Regions from separate parts of the Gossypium hirsutum genome. Here region 1 is linked to region 2. A link is a contact called in public Hi-C data. All regions are on one chromosome and are shown on one strand. Each heading gives the region's core, a stretch centred on a gene start, on an enhancer-like site or on the middle of the called end of the contact. The rest is flanking DNA. Distances are from core to core; before and after follow the strand shown.

Region 1 (2,700 bases), core at 31-2,530, 150 kb before region 2:
GTTGCTTCTGAATCTGAATCTTGATCAATCAAAACAATTGGCATTGGAATATAATCATCTTCATCTTGGCCAGTCCCCTGCAATGTAAATCAGCCGATTAAACTAATGGCATCATTATATATGCAGTGCGATGCAGAACAAGAATACACTGATCAAGGGATTAACATATTTAGATATATGTTTTACTAACTAGTTTTTTATGAATTTTAAAGTATTTAGGTTAAAATTTGTATTTTGGAGTTTTGCAACAGAACGTTTATGTCTTTCTCTTTCCCGACATTTCCTGCCCGACCCCTCACACCCTCCTCCAGTCCTCCCGTTTGCATTGATGTCATCTAGCATCTACAAACTTTAACTATCACAAATAAGCATTTTCTTAAAAATAAATATCCAAAGAACTACAAAAAAAAAAACACTGAGAAAGCAAGAGAGAAACTGCATAATAGTTCTGTCCAGCGTACTTCACTTGAAAACCATATCAAAATTTAGAAAGGCATATTCTTGGAGCTATCAATTGCAGTGCATCTTTAAGAAGATAAAATATTCTTCTACCTTAATTTTGATTAAATTCATCACTCATATATTGAAAATCACATTTCTTTCAATTGTAGCTTACCCTCTCTTCTACAGTTTCCTATGGAATCTGCACAAACATGGATCAGCTAACTGTAAGCAACCTTCATTCTTCTTCTTCTTTTTTCCCTTCTTTAGCATTTTTTTTAGTTAAATTTTTCATTTTTTTTTTAAAAAAGGGCTTTGATCGGAACAAATTGATCAACATCATTATGCACTTGATAGAAATCGCTGAGATTGTTCATTTAAGTTCCATGACCCATATGTGAGTTAAGTAAAAGATGGTAAACGAAGATGGATTCTTTTACCAATGAAGTTGAATTAACCGTGTTGAAACCATTGTTAGCAGCAGAAACAATGCGTCTGCATCAACAAGAAAAAATACCCATCATCTATTAACACAAAACAATCAACAACAACAACAACAACAACAACAAAAAAAGGATATACAGATTTTCGTTTTGGTTTCTTACTTTCTTGCAGAGAAAGTGGGCTTAATGCCGCACTGAGAAAAGTTGCAGCGGAATCTAGAAGAGTCAAAAGAAGTGAAAAAAGGGGCGATGCTGGAATCGGGAACCGTGGAACGTCGGAGGTCGACGGCGTTAAAAGAAGGAAAGAAAAGGGAATTTGACAACGCCATGGACTATTGAAGTTTGAAAATCTTCAATGATCAAAATTCAGACTTCGGACACTACTTTTCGGCGATGGCGAATTTTGTAGGCGCACTGTAATATTTTTGGTAAAAAGACCTTTTCAGTCCCTCTTAGTTTCGGTATTAAGCAAGTTCGTCCCTTTAAAAAAGTGAAAATCAATTTCAAAAGTGAGCAACTAAAACAATTAAAAACACCATTAATTTTTTCTACATTTTTATTGGTATAATAACAAATTTAGCCCTTAAATTTTATGCATAAAAAATAAGTTTATAACATTTACACATTCTATCAATTTAATCTTAACAAATTTATCTTATAATATTTACATAAAATATATAAGCATCAAAGACTAAATTTATTATTATATCAATAATAATAAAGACAATTAACATCATAATTAATTATCTTTAGTTGCTCATTTTCGAAATTGATAGAAATTAAATTACTCTATTTTTTAGATAAACTAATTTGATCAATATCAAAATTAAGAGGGACCAGAAAAGTATTTTTTTCCTTTTCTAATTATTTATTCTCTGAAAGGGAGATGCGGTAGTTTGGAGTTGTGACGTTACTTGGGACCTACTTAGTGGTAGTCTGATTCACGTCAGCCTATGACTATTTTCTTTTCTATTTTGGAAAATGTTTACCGGTTGTTGCATTTTGTAAGTCACGTTTTATATATTGGAATTTTCTCAATAATTAATCATTCGTATTTTGTAAGTTCGTTTAGAGGTAAGACACGATTTTTTTCGACATATTACATATGAGCTAAATATTATTAGTACTTTTTTAAATTTTATATAAAAAATGTAAAATTATTTTTAAATTTTTATTATTTTATTAAAATAAATACTTTTTAATAATTTAATAATTGAGTTGAGATCTGATTATGTATGACACTAACACCGTGAAAATCTTCATATATAAAATTAATATAATACACAACAAACGAAAAAATCAAATAAAATTGAACCAATTCGAAAGGGATTAAACAAACTCATATAGTAAAAATGGGAGTTATACATTATTGGAACTCGAACTTGAATATTTACCGGCTCAAATCTAAATTGCCCGATCTAAAACTAATTGATAAAAAATGTTTTGTTTTTAAAATTAATTATAGAATATAAAAATAACATTTTAAAATTTAATAGGGATAAATATTAAAATTATACATGAATTTCGCTCCAACATGTAATGTCATACATGAATTTTAATTTTGTGCGATTTTATACATGAAATTTTGATTTGATTTAATTTTCACAAATCACTAACAATATTATCGGATTAACATAATTTTATGTTGATATATTAATCAGATATAAAAATAAATGTTTATTTATTTTATTTAAAATTTAAAATTTATCCCATTCCTTTTTGTGTGAAAACTTGCATGGGATATTCGGAGATGCTCTGATTATGCTTAACGATGGCTGATGGTTTCTTTTAAAAGCAAAGCCTTATTTGTCTTGCT
Region 2 (2,760 bases), core at 6-2,505:
GTTTTTTTACTTTAAATAATACTAAGATAATTGTAACTTAACAAAAAAAATACCTCTAGAATAGTAAGAAAGTTAATAATAAAACAAAGTCATACAATATCTTAATCATTTTAGTGTTGGAAATGCTAGTTGTTGGTAGGCGAAGTTGCAGTTAAAATTACAGAATTCGTGTACTGCAAGTAACTTACAAGATTATGATAGTGAAAAAAATTGTAAGAGTACCACAAATTTTTTTTTTTTTGTAATATATCTTAAATTACAATGTAATCCTTTCATTAAAAAATGGATAAATTACTTTGTGTATAATAGATGTTTCTACTTTCTTTCATATCATCAATCGTAACTTGGAAGGGTTTTAATTAAGTCATAAAAATTAAGACGAGTTCCAGTTTAGTCATAAAAACAAATTATATTATATGTCACCCTAAGTGCCCTAGTAAACTTAGCAAAATAGTAAGATACGATTAGCATGTTAATAGAGATAGATGCGAACATGAAGTTTTGTATCCAGAGTTTTGTATATAGAGATTTGTTGCTTCAGGCTTTACATTTCGGTGCAATTTGGTTGTGTAGGGATGGATGCACTTATGTGCAATTTGGTTGGGATGAAGGTATGTGATAAGGTACCTAGCACTTATGTGCTTCTTGGTTATGTGGGATGGTTCTCATGTATCTGAGTCATTTCCCTAAAGTTTATTATGGGTTAATTAAACTAAAACCTTGTTAATAAGATGTAGTTATGACTATAAATCAATAACATATTCTAAGGTTAAAGATGTTAAAAGATTATCATATTAAAAGAATATGTATCAAACAACAAGATTGATCAATGAGTTATAATTTATAAACTTGAGTTTAGGTATATGATTTTTCATGGATGTAATAGATGAGTTAACAAAGCAATTTAAGATTTTCATAATGTATCTAAGGCTACATTTGAACACTTATGAATATATTAGTAGGCTAAGACCAAAAATCGGAAAGTATAGGGACTTAAAATAATTGAATTGGAGAATATAGACTAAATCTACAATTGTACACATAGTAAAAAGACAGCTAATTGAATTTAACCATACAAAATTAACTGTAACTGTTTGGATCAAGACTAAAATTTCAAAAATTGAAAAGTAAAGAGGCTAAAATTGACCATTTTGAGGTATAAGGACTAAATATACTATTTTCGTAAAATGAAGAGACTAATAGAAAAATTTAACCAAAAATCAGTTAAAGGGTAGTCAACGCTAATGAATCAAAGGGGTCAGCGCGTGGAGTTACGTCGAATACGCGACTTTAGACTTTGTCTACTACGTTTCCTCGTTCCCAAATATTTTGCACATTTTACAACTTATTTTTTATTTTTCTTTTTTACCTCATTTCCATCGAAATTAATATTATTTTTATTTTTTCCCCAAAAATAAAAACAACTGTATTTCTTTAAAAAGAAGTCCATTGAAAGTTTTGTAGTAAAGAAAAAGAAAAAAAGAACACTGCAAGTTATCGTCGATCGGGAATGGTGAAGGAGACGGAGTACTACGATGTTCTAGGGGTCAGCCCTTCTGCTACAGAGGCTGAAATCAAGAAAGCTTATTACATCAAGGTGGTTTATTTCTCTCCTCAGCTTAATTAGGTTTTTATTTTTGCAGTTTTAATGTTTGTAGATCCGTTTGAAAAATATCTTTGATCTCAATAATCAGAGTTACCTTTACTTATGATCATCTTTTTTCAGCTAGATTAGGTCATCTTTTTTCAGATTTAATGGTGGTAGAGACTAGAGACTAGAGAGGGACGAAGCCTGAAACTTTTTTTTATTGGGGACCAGAATTAAATTCTAATTTTTTGTGAGGGGTCAAAATGTAGTTTTACTATTAAGTTGTAAATTTATAGTTTATGGAGGGACAAAACTACTAATATTTCACCATTTTTGGAAATATAGAATTGAGTTATAAATTCTTTTTTGGGGCTAAACTGGAACTTATTTTGTATTAACTTTAAAATTTATAAATTTGGAGGGACTAAACTAGCATTTCACTATTTTGGGGCCTAGGCAGTGCCTGCCCCTGGCGCTGTCCCTGCTGGTAGATCCGTCTGAAAAAATTCCTACCCTTAATGTCGATTTCTCTTGCAGTTATTTACTCGGTGCTAAGAATTTTCGCTATATTCTTTATTTAGAGTTTAACTTTTCAGTTTATGGTTCATGGTCTTTTAAGATAAAAGCTTTACACTTTTTATTTATTTATTTGTATGCAGGCACGGCAGGTTCACCCTGATAAAAACCCCAATGATCCTCTAGCAGCACAAAATTTTCAGGTAAGTCCTACATTTTTTTATATGTTCAGCAGTTAGCACATAGAAAATTTGGAGGTTAAAATAATGGGTTCATCTTCTAGTAGTCTGTTGTTAGTATTTGCAATTAGTATCATCCCTACCTGCAAATCACATTCAGCACCACAAACTCGTGTGACACTGCCAAAGCTTGTACGACTTTCTATATGCCATTTATTTAAGAGCAGAATAAAGTAGACTGTGTTTGGAAAATGGAATTGTCATCAGGAAGGCCATGCGTTGTAACATGAATACCGTTAATCTATTTACAGTTTTTTACGCTTGTGTAAATGGCTGTATTGTATCACGTAACTCCATAATTTGTGTGCTTTGTACTCTTGAAGAAATAAAAGGTCAATTTAAACCTCAAAATGAAGTTCAATTTCTGCATAACATCTTTTATGGACCTTTACTTAAAAGTTCCATTGCCATAATCGA

What was found. A called contact is a pair of places that touch in the nucleus more often than the background predicts.
Region 1: a contact with region 2 is called in a Hi-C map of anther, with 2.7 times the contacts expected there. The contact joins the promoter of LOC107933308 here to the promoter of LOC121212148 in region 2. A contact is called at or near these places in 3 of 34 Hi-C or Micro-C datasets (anther, hypocotyl and leaf).

Annotation. Positions count from the first base shown.
Region 1 is chrA13:1,112,680-1,115,379 of Gossypium_hirsutum_v2.1, reverse strand. It overlaps LOC107933308 (ACT domain-containing protein ACR12), which reads right to left and starts at 1,280. Exons shown (of 10, transcript XM_016865484.2): 1 at 1,047-1,280; 2 at 882-936; 3 at 1-77. The coding sequence starts at 1,213.
Region 2 is chrA13:965,295-968,054 of Gossypium_hirsutum_v2.1, reverse strand. It overlaps LOC121212148 (chaperone protein dnaJ 10), which reads left to right and starts at 1,255. Exons shown (of 10, transcript XM_041084407.1): 1 at 1,255-1,597; 2 at 2,248-2,307. The coding sequence starts at 1,511.